2 separate regions of the Sus scrofa genome follow, and region 2 is linked to region 1. Evidence: chromatin contacts called from public promoter capture Hi-C data. All regions are on one chromosome and are shown on one strand. Each heading gives the region's core, a stretch centred on a gene start, on an enhancer-like site or on the middle of the called end of the contact. The rest is flanking DNA. Distances are from core to core; before and after follow the strand shown.

What was found. Promoter capture Hi-C pulls out the DNA fragments that hold promoters and counts their contacts.
Region 2: a contact with region 1 is called in a promoter capture Hi-C map of fetal liver, with 2.1 times the contacts expected there. The contact joins the promoter of MPIG6B here to the promoter of DDX39B in region 1. A contact is called at or near these places in 1 of 5 promoter capture datasets (fetal liver), 2 of 47 Hi-C or Micro-C datasets (embryonic fibroblasts and epiblast stem cells) and 1 of 2 datasets of contacts at active chromatin or transcription factors (alveolar macrophages).

Annotation. Positions count from the first base shown.
Region 1 is chr7:23,664,944-23,671,363 of Sscrofa11.1, forward strand. DDX39B (DExD-box helicase 39B) reads right to left here and starts at 2,674. Exons shown (of 10, transcript NM_001005157.1): 1 at 2,464-2,674; 2 at 1,558-1,685; 3 at 1,192-1,284. The coding sequence starts at 2,674. It overlaps LOC102161099 (a long non-coding RNA gene), which reads left to right and starts at 4,213. Exons shown (of 2, transcript XR_002345613.1): 1 at 4,213-4,741; 2 at 4,841-5,402. It also overlaps a transcript of ATP6V1G2 not described here.
Region 2 is chr7:23,830,745-23,837,164 of Sscrofa11.1, forward strand. MPIG6B (protein G6b) reads left to right here and starts at 3,906. Exons shown (of 7, transcript XM_021098455.1): 1 at 3,906-4,328; 2 at 4,510-4,857; 3 at 5,017-5,107; 4 at 5,465-5,505; 5 at 5,619-5,681; 6 at 5,684-5,697; 7 at 5,824-6,040. The coding sequence starts at 4,268. The coding sequence ends at 5,928. LY6G6C (lymphocyte antigen 6 complex locus protein G6c) reads right to left here and starts at 2,866. Exons shown (of 3, transcript XM_021098457.1): 1 at 1,909-2,866; 2 at 133-243. The coding sequence starts at 1,960.

The DNA.
Region 1 (6,420 bases), core at 1,424-3,923:
TCAAAAAGGCCTGTATGCTGACAAACTGAAAAAACTGCCTAATACTTGGTTTCACAGAATCATCAGAACAACCACAACAAAAAATTAACTAGTGGTATTCTATGACATATAATCAGATGGGCAAACAATCTTTTCATTCTAAGGCCCTCTGGATCGCATAAACATTTTTACCGTGCACAAGTGCCACCATCACTTCTTCGCTTTTTGTTTGTTTTTTGTCTTTTTGCCTTTTCTAGGGCCACTCCAGTGGCATATGGAGGTTCCCAGGCTAGGGGTCGAATCGGAGCTGTAGCCACTGGCCTACGCCACAGCCACAGCAGTGTGCGATCCGAGCCATCTCTGCAACCTACACCACAGCTCACGGCAACACCGGATCCTTAACCCACTGAGTGAGGCCAGGGATTGAACCCGCAACCTCATGGCTCCTAGTCAGATTCATTAACCACTGCGCCATGATGGGAACTCCCCACTATCACTACTTTGGTTTTAAACAAATTACTTTTACTTTAAAACTATTACTTCAACGTTACTACTTTTAAACGTAAAATAACTGAGAAAATTTTAACAATCTGAACAAAAGTACTATTTTTTTCATTTCAGGAAAAGGTAAAGTTACATACATCAATGCTTCTCAAACTCTACCCGAGGATCTTGTTAGAATGCATATTCAGGAGTTCCCGTCGTGGCGCAGTGGTTAACGAATCCGACTAGGAACCATGAGGTTGCGGGTTCGGTCCCTGCCCTTGCTCAGTGGGTTCACAATCCGGCGTTGCCGTGAGCTGTGGTGTAGGTTGCAGACGCGGCTCGGATCCCGAGTTGCTGTGGCTCTGGCGTAGGCCAGTGGCTACAGCTCCGATTCGACCCCTAGCCTGGGAACCTCCATGTGCCACAGGAGTGGCCCAAAGAAATAGCAAAAACACACACACACACACACAAAAAAAGCATATTCACACTCACATGAATCAGAATGCTGCAAATACCACAGAAATTATAATGCATATCCAAATGAGCCCTAGAATATAAATCTCTTCCACACCACAACTGCAGCAACTTACTATGTATTGGGTGTAACTGAGATTCATGTGTAGGGGTTTAACCCCTGTGGGACATGCAGACAGCTGCTCTAACAAGTCTCTAATGCCTCCGACTCCCCATACCCTCACCCTCCCAGGTCCCCTTACCCTGGCTTACCTTGACATTGGGCATGTATTTAGAGAAGCGCTCATACTCCTTGCTGATCTGAAAAGCCAACTCCCGAGTGTGACACATCACCAGTACAGACACCTAGGGGGGAGTAGATGGAGAGACACATACAATATATCCCTTCAGGTATGTCACAAAAGCACACCTGGCAGATCACAACTGACTATAGTTTGGAGCTCTAAACCATTAACCCCATGATTACTACAGAACATTCCCCACGGCTGTCAGTCAAGAATGAGAGGTCACCTTAGCAACAAGCACTGGTGGCTCTGAATGCATCATGGAGCTGACACAAACACCCTTCCCGAACACTGCAAACCAAAATGCCTCCTCCAGCACTTTCCCCAAGCATACCTGCCCAGTAACTGGCTCCAGCTGTTGCAGTGTAGCCAGCACAAACACCGCTGTCTTCCCCATGCCTGACTTGGCCTGGCATAGGACATCCATTCCCAGGATGGCCTGAGGGATGCATTCATGCTGAACTATAAGGAGGGGGGAAAAAGGATAATTAGACTTCAGTCTCCAGCTAACTTGGCCAGCTTTTTCACCATGCCAAACCCGTTTCTCTCTACTCAATTCTTAAATGGTTCTTGTCGATTTCCAGACCCTTTCTACCTCTGCTCCCTCGAGTAATCAAAGTAATCCCCAAATCAGACCTTCCCAGTTCCTTCTAACATTGGCCTCCTCCAGTTCCAGACCCCCACAGTCCTGCTAACAACCCTCTTGCACCTACCAATTGCTTGCCTTAGGTGCTCCTGACTCTGTCCGAATGTTTCTTAATCTGTAACAATCCATGACTTTTGAGTGCCTGCCACAGGCCATTTCTCCTACTTAGGCTGTCATGCTTTGGGTCACATAACCCTGCAACCTTGGACAAAATGAAGGACTTGGTACCTGACCCAAAGCCAGCCACCTTTAGACCAGCCATAACGGTTTCCAGAGACCAGAGCTGGCTTGGCTCAAGAGTCCAACCAGCTCCTCTCTGGAAATTTTAAATTAAAAGTCAAAGAAACAAAATTAAAAACAAGCAGACAAGGAGAAAAGCCAGTCACAAGATGAAAAACAGATCTCTATCTAAATTACTTTTACATCACTAGCACTTACTTGTCACCATGAATGAAAAACCAACCTATATATAACTCTTTCTACTGCTAAAACAGTTTTTGGTACTTCTTCCCTAATCTATCTTATATAATTCCGTATCACTAAAAGACCATAACCATGTTTCTCACATCCTTTAAAAGTCTGAGGAAAATTTACCTTCTGATGGATGCTCAAAGCCACAGTCAACAATGGCCCGGAGCAACTCTGGCTTGAGCAGGAAGTCACGAAAGCCAGAGCTGTGGATGGAGACATAGGAGCCCTTGACATCCTTCTTGGCAGGGGCCTCAGCCCCATCTCCCCCAGCTGCTGTCTCCACCTCATCGTCTTCATAATCCAAGAGCTCATTGTCCACATCGTTCTCTGCCATAACTGGGCCGGCAGGGGGAGAAGGGGAGGCGTCTCCGGCTGGGTTCACACAGAATAAGACAGGGGAGAGTGGAGGCTCGAGGAACAGGAGAGGAAAAGAAATACTAGTTTCTGACAGAAGAGCTAGGGAAAAAAACCAGAGAGAAGACTCATCAGTCATGAGCAGAGCCTTAGCCACCTCTTCCATCCCCACACTTTCCACTTTCCCTAAACTATGAAACATTGAAAGTAACAAAAAAACCCACAAGAATTAAAAGGGAAAAGCAAACGTAATACAGGGAATGAAAAAAGTGGTCCCAGAGGAGGTGATTAGGACACAGGTTCCCCAAAACCTCAGCTCAAAGAAGCAGAAACCCGGAAGTTGGAAGGGCAAGATCAGCTTACAAATCCCAGGTCTGTGACAGCAGCAAAGAAAGAAAGAAAGAAAAAAAAAAAAAAACCATGAAAAGCAGAACATAGATAATGACTTAAGAACGGAGAATGAAAACGACAAAATGACAGGCCCTCAAGATCTTGTGCTTTCCCTACGAAGTGTACAATCTCAACTTCTAATACAGCAGCCATCAGTCAAGGGTGATAGATAAAAGTCGTCACTGCGCAAAGCTCTCACTTTTCAAAATGAAAACATCATGTGGCTGCCACCCACCTCTCCCCAGCACTCCAGCCTCCCACTCCTCAGTAACCGCCTTCTGGCGTTTAAAGGCCTTGGGTAACTTATGGCGGGGGGAGGGGTCTAGAGAAATGCCAGACCGGGAAAAATTCATCTCCCCAACAAACAATGAATGAAAAGCAGGCCAATAACTAAGATGAATCCTCTTTCCAGTTAATAAGTAAAACCTTCGTCACCATTGCGTTACTCTTCAGGCCTCACCCCCTTTCCGAAAAACACATTGACACCATTCCTAAACAATTAAAACGCTCTAAATAATAGTGGGAAGGCCGAAATGAGAAAAGTTCAACTAGGCCCAGAAGCCGCCGATTCCCACTACCGCGAGCCGACAACGCAAAAATAAGCGGGAGGATGAAAAGAGCCCCGCCCTCCGCAAATGCCCAAGGCCAGAGGACGCCTAGCGTCACCTCTCATCGCCGCTGGGGCCTCCGATTAAGCAGGCGCCCACTGGAGGAGCGAAGAGTAAAGGAAACACAATGGCGCCAGGGCCACCATCTTGGACTTCCCCCCCTCCCCCGCGCGCCGCTTCCCTGCCTCCGCCCCCCCAACCTTCTTGCTCTTGAAAGGAATGTATGCGGTGGAAGTAACAACTCAATCAGACCCCGGCGACCAGACCGTAGCTTGTACAAGGGTTATCAGGAGCCCTGCGACGGGATGGCCGCAGAGAAACGCAGATGGAGTCGGATTGTGCTGAAAGCCAAACCTTACCTGAACAAGGCGAAGGCGTATGGCGGCGGCAACAGCGACGAAGGAGGGAATCGGCCTTCACTTCCGGTTCCCCGCTCCCCACCCCCCACCTCCGCCGGCCTCCCGCCTTCTTCGCTGTGAGCGCGCAGACGCAAGAGACCGGAAGAAGGACCTTCCACCATTCTATGGTTCCGCGCGCTCTAGGGTTGCCTTTAGAAAGTGCCTTTGTGAAAGAAAAAGCCACTTTTAACTCCGCCGCTAATGCCAGTAACAAAAGGCATAAAGGAAACCAGCATTTTCTCCCAGTGTTATCTTTTTATCTTGTCCTACTCTTTTTCTCGTCCTTCTCCTCTCCACTTAATTTCTTGCCACGCAGGCCTCCTCTCTGGGCACCCCTCCGTGGAAGCCACCCAAGGTGGCGGGACTGCGAGTTCCCACGGGGTCCTTGGCTCGGTAGTCAAGGTGACCTAGGGAGGTTGGCCCTGGAGCTAGGTAAGGGTTGTCCTTAGGTTGGGGGAGGAAGGAAGTCTGGTTCTTCAGTCGTACCCTTTCCTCAGCAGTGGAGGCAGTGGACGACATTTGCCTAAAATTATGTTGGCTGATGTAGCTGATGTCCTCAGGGCCCTGAGATTCGTGGGCATGGGCGGCGAATCAGGAAGGTATTTTGAATCCACCGAGTCTAGATTCTGCCCCAGGTGTTAAAGACAAATGGTAGGTAAGTGGTAAGGTTTGAGAGTTACATAATATTTTATAAATTTTCTACCATAACATACTTAGTCCTGCCTCTAATAGCCCCTTCGTTTGGCCTAGATTTTTTTTCTGAATGAAATATTTGATACCCACCTCCACTCCGGTTTTTATAAGTTATGGAAATCAAATGTGACTTAAAATTGAGAACTGGGGAGTTCCCATCATGGCTCAGCAGTTAACGAATCTGACTAGCATCCATGAGAATGAAGATTCGATCCCTGACCTTGCTCAGTGGGCTACGGATCCAGCGCTGCCGTGAGCTGTGATGTTGGTTGCAGACACAGCTCGGATCCTGCGTCGCTGTGGCTGCAACTACAGCTCCGATTCGACCTCTAGCCTGGGAACCTCCATATGCAGCAGCTGCAGCCCTAAAAAGCAAAAACAAACAAAAAACTGAGAAGTGTTTGGCCCTTTACCTGTTATCGCACTTAACCACTTAACACCAAGGTGTACCATTATTCCCATTCTACATCAAGCGAAAAGGATTTAGAGAATTAAAGCAACATGTGCAAAGCAATGGAGTTTGTAAAGTGACAGAGCCAGAGAAAAAACACTTACTTATTCTCTACTAAATCCTGTCTCCATGCTTAAAGAGTGGTTAATAAACACACTATGGATCACCTCATTAGTTCAAGTTCTTGGTGCAGTAGGCTTGTTTCCTGTGGCCAAAAGAAATGACAGTGGTCCAAGGATGGTGTCATGGAAGGGCAGTTTTTCCAACCTGTAGTATCAATTTTTTTCAACAGTATTTTATCAACTGCCTATTCTGTGCCCGGTGCTCTCCAAAGATCTGGGGACACAGCAGTGAAGAGCTCTATCATCACGGAGTTCACATAATGGGGGAGATGCCACATAAACATGTCAAGTATCCATAAGTGCTGTGAAAGAAAATATAGCAAGGTAAAGGTGCTTGTTCCTACACCCCAGTTTTTCTCTACAGTTGCCATCTCTAGTCCTCAGGTTTCCAAAGGAGGAGCCACATGTTTCTCTATTTATTTATTTATGGCTGCACCCACAGCATGGGGTAGTTTCTGGGCCAGGGGTCAAACCCAAGCCACAGCAGCAACAACACTGAATCCTTAACTGTCAGGCCACCAGGGAACTCTGTTTCTCACTCAAGAAAAAAAATAACATACCATTTGCTTTTGTTTCTCCAGCAAGCATCAAAAACAGCCCCTTTGGGTGTCTGGGGAATACATAAACCAGGAAAATGAGAAAAAAATGAAGCAAAAGAGGAGGCTGACTTGACCCACCAATTGGTTTGCCCATAATTATTTTATTGACACTTTTTTTCATAGTTACAAAGGGAAAGTAAGGTGTTGAAGATGTAGAAAGGAAGGCCATGCATACAAGGGGACAGAGCATCACTTTAGATCTCAGGTCTTTGGGAAAATAGGAAAATGCGGAAATCCAATAAAAAGAAAGACCAACTTAAGAGAGACAAAAAGGGAGGTTAAGAGATGCAAACAACTTCCTGGCACTTCCGTAGAGAGGCTAAATCAGATCATTATTTCATCTTTTCAAGGATTATAAGGTCTCTGGGAAAAGAGGTGGGAAGAACCAATTCCTCATGGAATCACTAGGGTCACAGAATAAATGAGTAGAATTAGAAAACCACAGACAGAAATGAGGAAACAGCT
Region 2 (6,420 bases), core at 2,656-5,155, 170 kb after region 1:
TTAAAACAATCTGTGTATAGATACAGAATGGTGCTTGGCCAAATAGTATCATTGCTGTAATGCTCTGTCCCACCTCAGCCCCAGCCATAGAGCCTCCATGGCCCCTCTCCCCACCAAAGAAGGGGATGTTACCAAGGTACACATTCGTGGTTATGCACTGGTGTCCTTTTTCCAGTAGGCAAGACTGCCGGTCCACACAGCCCAGCACGGGGACCTTGTAGCAGGAGTGACAGCGAATGTCAGCTGGGAAGACACAAGTCAGGCTACAGTGACGGAGGGTCTGACTCACCTGGGGATGAGCTGAGCTGGGGGGTAGGGTGGAGAAGAGCTGATCAAGTAGGTGTTCTGACCTGTTTGGTCTGGTAGGGACAGAGCAGGTGAGTGACACAGAAAAAGTGGAAGTGGGTGGGGGTGGAGTTGTTGCCGTGAATGGCTCACACCCTAAGCATCCTCCTTCTCTCCATCTCATCTGGAGATGAGTCAAGTGGGGCAGAGTTAGCAACACAAACATGGGGCTGGGGACAGATGGAATGTGAGACTACCAATGGGGGAAGAAGTGGAGGAGGTGAGGGAGCGAGAAAGGAATTCGGAAAAGGTCACAGATGGAGTCTTGAATCGGGAAGAAAAATGAAAAGTAAAAACTACGGCGGGGGAGTTCTCATTGTGGCTCAGTGATAACAAACTCGACTGGTATCCACGAGGACGTGGGTTTGATCCCTGGCCGCATGCAGTGGGTTAAGGATCTGGTGTTGCCGTGAGCTGTGGTATAGGTTGCAGACACGGCTCAGAACTGGCGTTGCTGTGACTGTGACGTAGGCCGGCAGCTGTAGCTCTGATTCAACCCCTGGCCAGGGAACTTCCATACACCATGGGTGCGGCCCTGAAAAGGTCAAATAAATACATAAGTAAAAATAAAAATAAGAGATCCGTGGCGGTTGTAACACTTGCAGAAATGGCTTGGAACCTGAGGCTGGCAAGAAAGCCACCTGGGGCAGCTTTAGCAATTTACTCTTCACCTGGCGGGGCTGCCAAGAGTGTGGGAAGAGGAACCAGACCCGAATTTCTCCTCCCACCCCAGTAGCTCTCTGACACAAAGGAATAACATCTGGGAGCCAGATCATCAGAATCCACCTGAGCACTTGATCAAAATGGAGTTGATGGGTACAGAAGGGTGGAAGGTAGCACCCCACCCCCCGCCCCAGAGTTCCTGCTGCAACTGATTTAAGGTTGAAGCAAAGAGTTCAGTCCATGGGTGGAGGAGCCTGGTGACGGCACCTCAGTGAAACCCACCTCATCCTGGGGGTGAGCAGCCCTGGCATTCCCTCCCTAGAAGGCCAGGAAATCTCCCTAGTTTCCTGGGAGGTTCTCAGAGGTCACAGGAATCCTCCAGAAAGCCTATGTCCCTGGGGGTATGTGCCTCACAGAGAAGCAGGGGAGATCTTGGAAAGGCCACTGCCTGAGGAATTGAGCAAAGAGTCCCTGGTGGAGGAGACTGGAGGACGGGTTGCCAAAGAAGCCCCAGGCCGGATGCCTAGGTTTCTGGGAGGACCCTGCTGAGTGCAGATGATGAGAGAGGGAAGCTGGATGCTGAGAGTTCTGTGTCCGAGTCAGGCTGGCAGTGGAGCTGGATATCAGAGTTTCCAAGAAGGAGTGGGGAACAGAGGACCTGGAACCCTGGAACCCTGGGCAGGTTAGAAGAGTGGGCCTTGGAGATGAGGGGGAGAATGAAGGCATGGGTCCTGGGAAGTGGAGCAAGGACTCTGTCATGGAGTCTCACAGGAGAGCTGAGGCCATTGGGTCTGGGGACTCTTGGGGTCTTGAGTAGGGATAGTGTAGGGCGGTGGTTGGGGCAGGATGTAAAAGTGGGAGCCAGGTGAACCCGGTCCTTGGGAGCCCCTAGATGCTCACCTGAGACCCAGCAGAACAGAGCAGACAGGGTGAGCAGCAGAAGGCCTTTCATGGTGAGGGTCCTGAGAATGGTGGCAATGGCAACAGCAGACAGAGTAGAATTTCAGGGATCCGGCTCTGGGAGATGAGCGGCCTTTTTGGAATTTATAATCCCTATGGGTCCCTCCCTTCCCTGCCTCTGGTGGCCCCTCCTTCCCCATTTAGGGAGGGACTAAGCAGGGCCCAGTCGGGGAGTGGGCATGGGGATGGGAGAGAGGTGGGAGGGTAGGTGCACTAGTGGCCAACTCCATCTTCGTCCCTGGTTTCAGTAACAGGTCACACCCTCCTGGGCCCCAGAAATAACATCCCTGCCTGCCCAGCCCTCTGAAGAAACATCCCCAAAGGCCCCTGTGAGGTTACAGGGGCTGTAGTGGTAGCCTCTGCTAGATCCTGGAACATGGACAACGGGGTATGACCCAAGCTGACTGCCAAATTTTGGTCCCCGGGAGGGCCTTGGTAGGGGCAAGTGAGCAGAACTTGAGCACCAAATTAATCTCAATTCAGCCCCCCACTTGGCTTTCCCAACCCCTGTTCAGCCACAGGATGAAGGAGTAGGGTGTGTGATGTCACCATGGGCTCCTGTGATGTCACAGTAGCAGAAACATGGGCTGGAGCTGCCTGCTAAGGAGGGGCTACCTCAGGCCCCCTGAAGATTCTCAGGACCTCTTGGGATTCCACTGTGCTTGGCTTTGGTTGCTCCAGTCCAGTGAGGGCTGACGAAGCCATGGGTGTGGCGCTGTGCACCTGCTAAAAGTGCCTCCCCAGTCAAAACCTGCCAGTTTGGGTGCGGCACTGCAGGCTGGGAGGGACGGCTTGGGCACAGAGAGGTGAGAGAGCAGCTAAAATAAGAATAGAAATAGTAATAATGGCAAGCACATAGTGTTCCTATGTTTCAGTCATTGTTCTGGGTGTTTTCCAGGTATTACTTATTATTATTATTATTATTTTGGTTTTTTTTTTAAGGCCACCCCTGTGGCATTTGGAAATTCGCAGGCTAGGGGTCGAATTGGAGCTGTAGCTGCTTGCCTACACCACAGCCACAGCAACGCCAGATCTAAGCCATGTATGCAATGCTGGATTCTTAACTCACTGAGTGAGGCCAGGGATCGAACCTGCATCCTCATGGATGCTAGTCAGATTCAGTTCCACTGAGCCACGATGGGTACTCCTGTGTATTACTTTATTTAGTTCTCACAGGAAGTTCCAGGAAGGTGCTTTTATCCCCATTTTAGAGATGAGGAAACAAACTCAGAAAGGTTAAGCAACTGGCACACATTCCTAGCTAGCAAATGGTGAAGTCAAGATTTGAATTTAGGAGTTCTCTCTGTGGCTCAGTGCATTAAGAACCTGACGTGGTGACTGGAGGATTCGGGTTCGATCCCTGGTCCAGGAACTTTCATATGCTGTGAGTGCAGCCGAAAAAGAAAAAAATAAATGGATAAAATTTTAAAAACAATTTTTTTTTTGTCTTTTTTGTTGTTGTTGTTGTTGCTATTTCTTGGGCCGCTCCCACGGCATATGGAGGTTCCCAGGCTAGGGGTCCAATCGGAGCTGTAGCCACCGGCCTACGCCAGAGCCACAGCAACGCGGGATCCGAGCCGCGCCTGCAACCTACACCACAGCTCACGGCAACGCCGGATCGTTAACCCACTGAGCAAGGGCAGGGACCGAACCCACAACCTCATGGTTCCTAGTCGGATTCGTTAACCACTGTGCCACGACGGGAACTCCTTAAAAACAATTTTTTTTTTTTTTTGTCTTGTTAGGGTCGCACGTAGTAGCATATGGAGGTTCCCAGGCTAGGGGCCTAATGGAGCTGTAGCTGCTGGCCTACACCACAGCCACAGCAATGCAGGATCCGAGCAGCATCTGTGACCTACACCACAGCTTAGGGCAACGCCAGATGCTTAACCCATTGAGCAAGTCCAGGGATCAAACCTGTGTCCTCATTGATATTAGATTCGTTTCCACTGATCCCTGAAGGGAACTCCCAAAAAGATTTTTGAATTTAGACATCCAAGATTCAGAAATCATGGTGCACCCGGCCACCGCTATGCTGCAGGAGTTACAGTCTGCAGACTGCGAGAGCGCTTGTGTAAACAGCCCCAGCTTGAATTTTAAGTGAACCTTGGCTGAGGGCTGTGAACTTGCTGGCGAGGATTCCCTGAGGGATCCCGGCAGCTGGTGGCCCCGCCCCCAGCCCTTATCGGAGCCCCCAGACCTTTGGTTTCCTCCTCCACTCCCCTCCGGTTTCCCTCCGGTCTCCTCCGCTGATTCACTCGCCTCTCTGCCTCCCCTTCCTCCCAACCACATCCCAGCCATGGTCCTGGTTCTGCAGCTGCTCCCGCTGCTGTTGTCGAGGGCCCAGGGGAACCCCGAGGGTAAGCCATCCCAGAAGAGTGGAGACGGGTGAGGAAAGACCGAGGCAGGGGGAAGGGGCGACTCAGGGGTGGAAAGCTTGTAGGAAGATCCAGGATGCCGGGAGAGGAGAGGGTGAAGGCAGACGTGAGGGTTGTCTTGCCCTGTGGACTAGCCCTAACCACCACCCCCGACCTCCCCTAGCTTCACTGGAAGGTCGCCCGGGGGATCGAGTCAATCTCTCCTGCGTAGAGGTCTCGCAACCCACCCGTTGGGTCTGGGCACCTAGCTTCCCGGCCTGCAAGGGCCTGTCCAAAGGCCGCCGCCGGATTCTGTGGACATCATCGAATGGAAACCCCACCGTATCTGCCGCCCAGCCCTTTGTGGGCCGCCTACGTGCCCTGGGCCTTGGTATTCGGCGGCTGGAGCTGCTCCTCAGCGCGGGGGACTCGGGCACCTTTACTTGCAAGGGCCACGGAAAGGACGAGAGCCGTACTGTGCTTCGCGTGCTGGGGGACCCGGCAGATTGCAAGGCTCCGGAGCCTACCCGCGGTAGGTGTACACCCTCAGGCACGAGGGATCTAATTCGGACACACGCCCCCAGCAGGGAGGGAGGCCTTGCTGGGGGTTACTGGGTGGGAGAGCTAGCTCTCTGTCCTCGTACTCCTGACCTCGGCACTCATCACCACCCCGCTTCCACCCTTGCCCCAGAGTCCGGATATCTCCAGATTCTGATCCCGCTGCTGGTCCTGGGGCTGCTGCTGGCACTCGGAGCCGGGGGCTTGGCCTATTGCCTGCGCAGGTGAGCGCGAGGGGCGGGGCCTGGTTTAAAGAGTCTCGACCAGAGGCGGAAAAGGCAGGCCCAGAACTTTCGCAGACTTAAGGAAGGTCCAGAGCCGTCTGGTGTGGTTTGAAGGAGAATAGGGAGGGTGACAACTTGGGGGGCGAGGCTAAGCGCTGGTGGGTGGAGCCCTAACGAAGGAAGCCGAGCTTGGGGCGGAGCTGGCGCAAAGCGTGGGCGGAACTATCTTTGGGGGTGGAGCCTAAGTTGTTTGGGGGTTCAGATCCTGCCAGCTGCTGGGTGGTTGTTGGCGCGTCCGGGGGGCCCAGAATGAGTGAGACAAGATTAGTGGCCTCGGACTCTTATCCATCTCTACAGGCGCTCGCCCCCTCACCCGCCTCGACCACTCCCCAGATTTGGTGAGACTAACTCTACCCATTATCCTTCTCCGCGTATTCCCCACCCAATTCCTGAGTCTGAGCCCTTGTTGGTTACCTTCTCTCAATCCTTCAGCTCTGTCCCCCTCACATAGTTCCACTTGTGGACACTGAGCCCCAGAGGCTAGAAGAGGAGGAAGACCCCAAGATTGCAGGGGACTGGACCAGGAGCCGGTAAGGGCTTGAGGATGGGATGGGGGTTGGCCAAAATCCCTGAGTAAAGTGGACCAAGAAAGAGAGGCTTAGACCCCAAGGGAGTCAGACTTTTGAGACCCTCCTGCCTTCCTCCCCACCTTTCAGAGCCTGCTCTACGCAGACCTGGATCATAGGGCCCTCAGAAGTCCGCGCCGTCTGTCTCGGGTGGTCCCTGCTGAGGCCTCCACCATCTATGCGGTTGTGGTTTGAAAGGAAGCCCTTACTCCAAACCTCAGGAGCTGGAGGCTCCCAGCTCTCCATAACACCCCTCTCCTTTCTGGCCCTTTACTGGAAAAGGAAGGCACCATGGGATAGAAATGAGCACTAGGCTGAGGGTCAGGAGGCCTGGGTTCCAGGCTGTCTCTGCCACTGATCTTGGTCCCTCCTTACCCGCATTTCTCACACAGCTTTCAGATCTCCTTCACCACAGGTGTCCCTTCTAAACCTGATCAAGTCCTGTCTCCCCATCCTCAGCCATCAACAGCTCCTAGATTGTTGCTTTCTCTCCACAGTCAAGCTCTTTGAACCAAAGGCCTACACCTGTCTCTTCCCTTTTTTTTCTTCACTCCCACTGCTCACCTGTTCTCCTAGAGCTTGCCAGTGATGTCCTAGTAGCCACACCCATTTTTTCCGCCATTCATCTATCTGGCTTGGCCTTTGGTTCCTTTTTTTTTTTCCCTTAGGGCCTCAGGTGCGGCATAG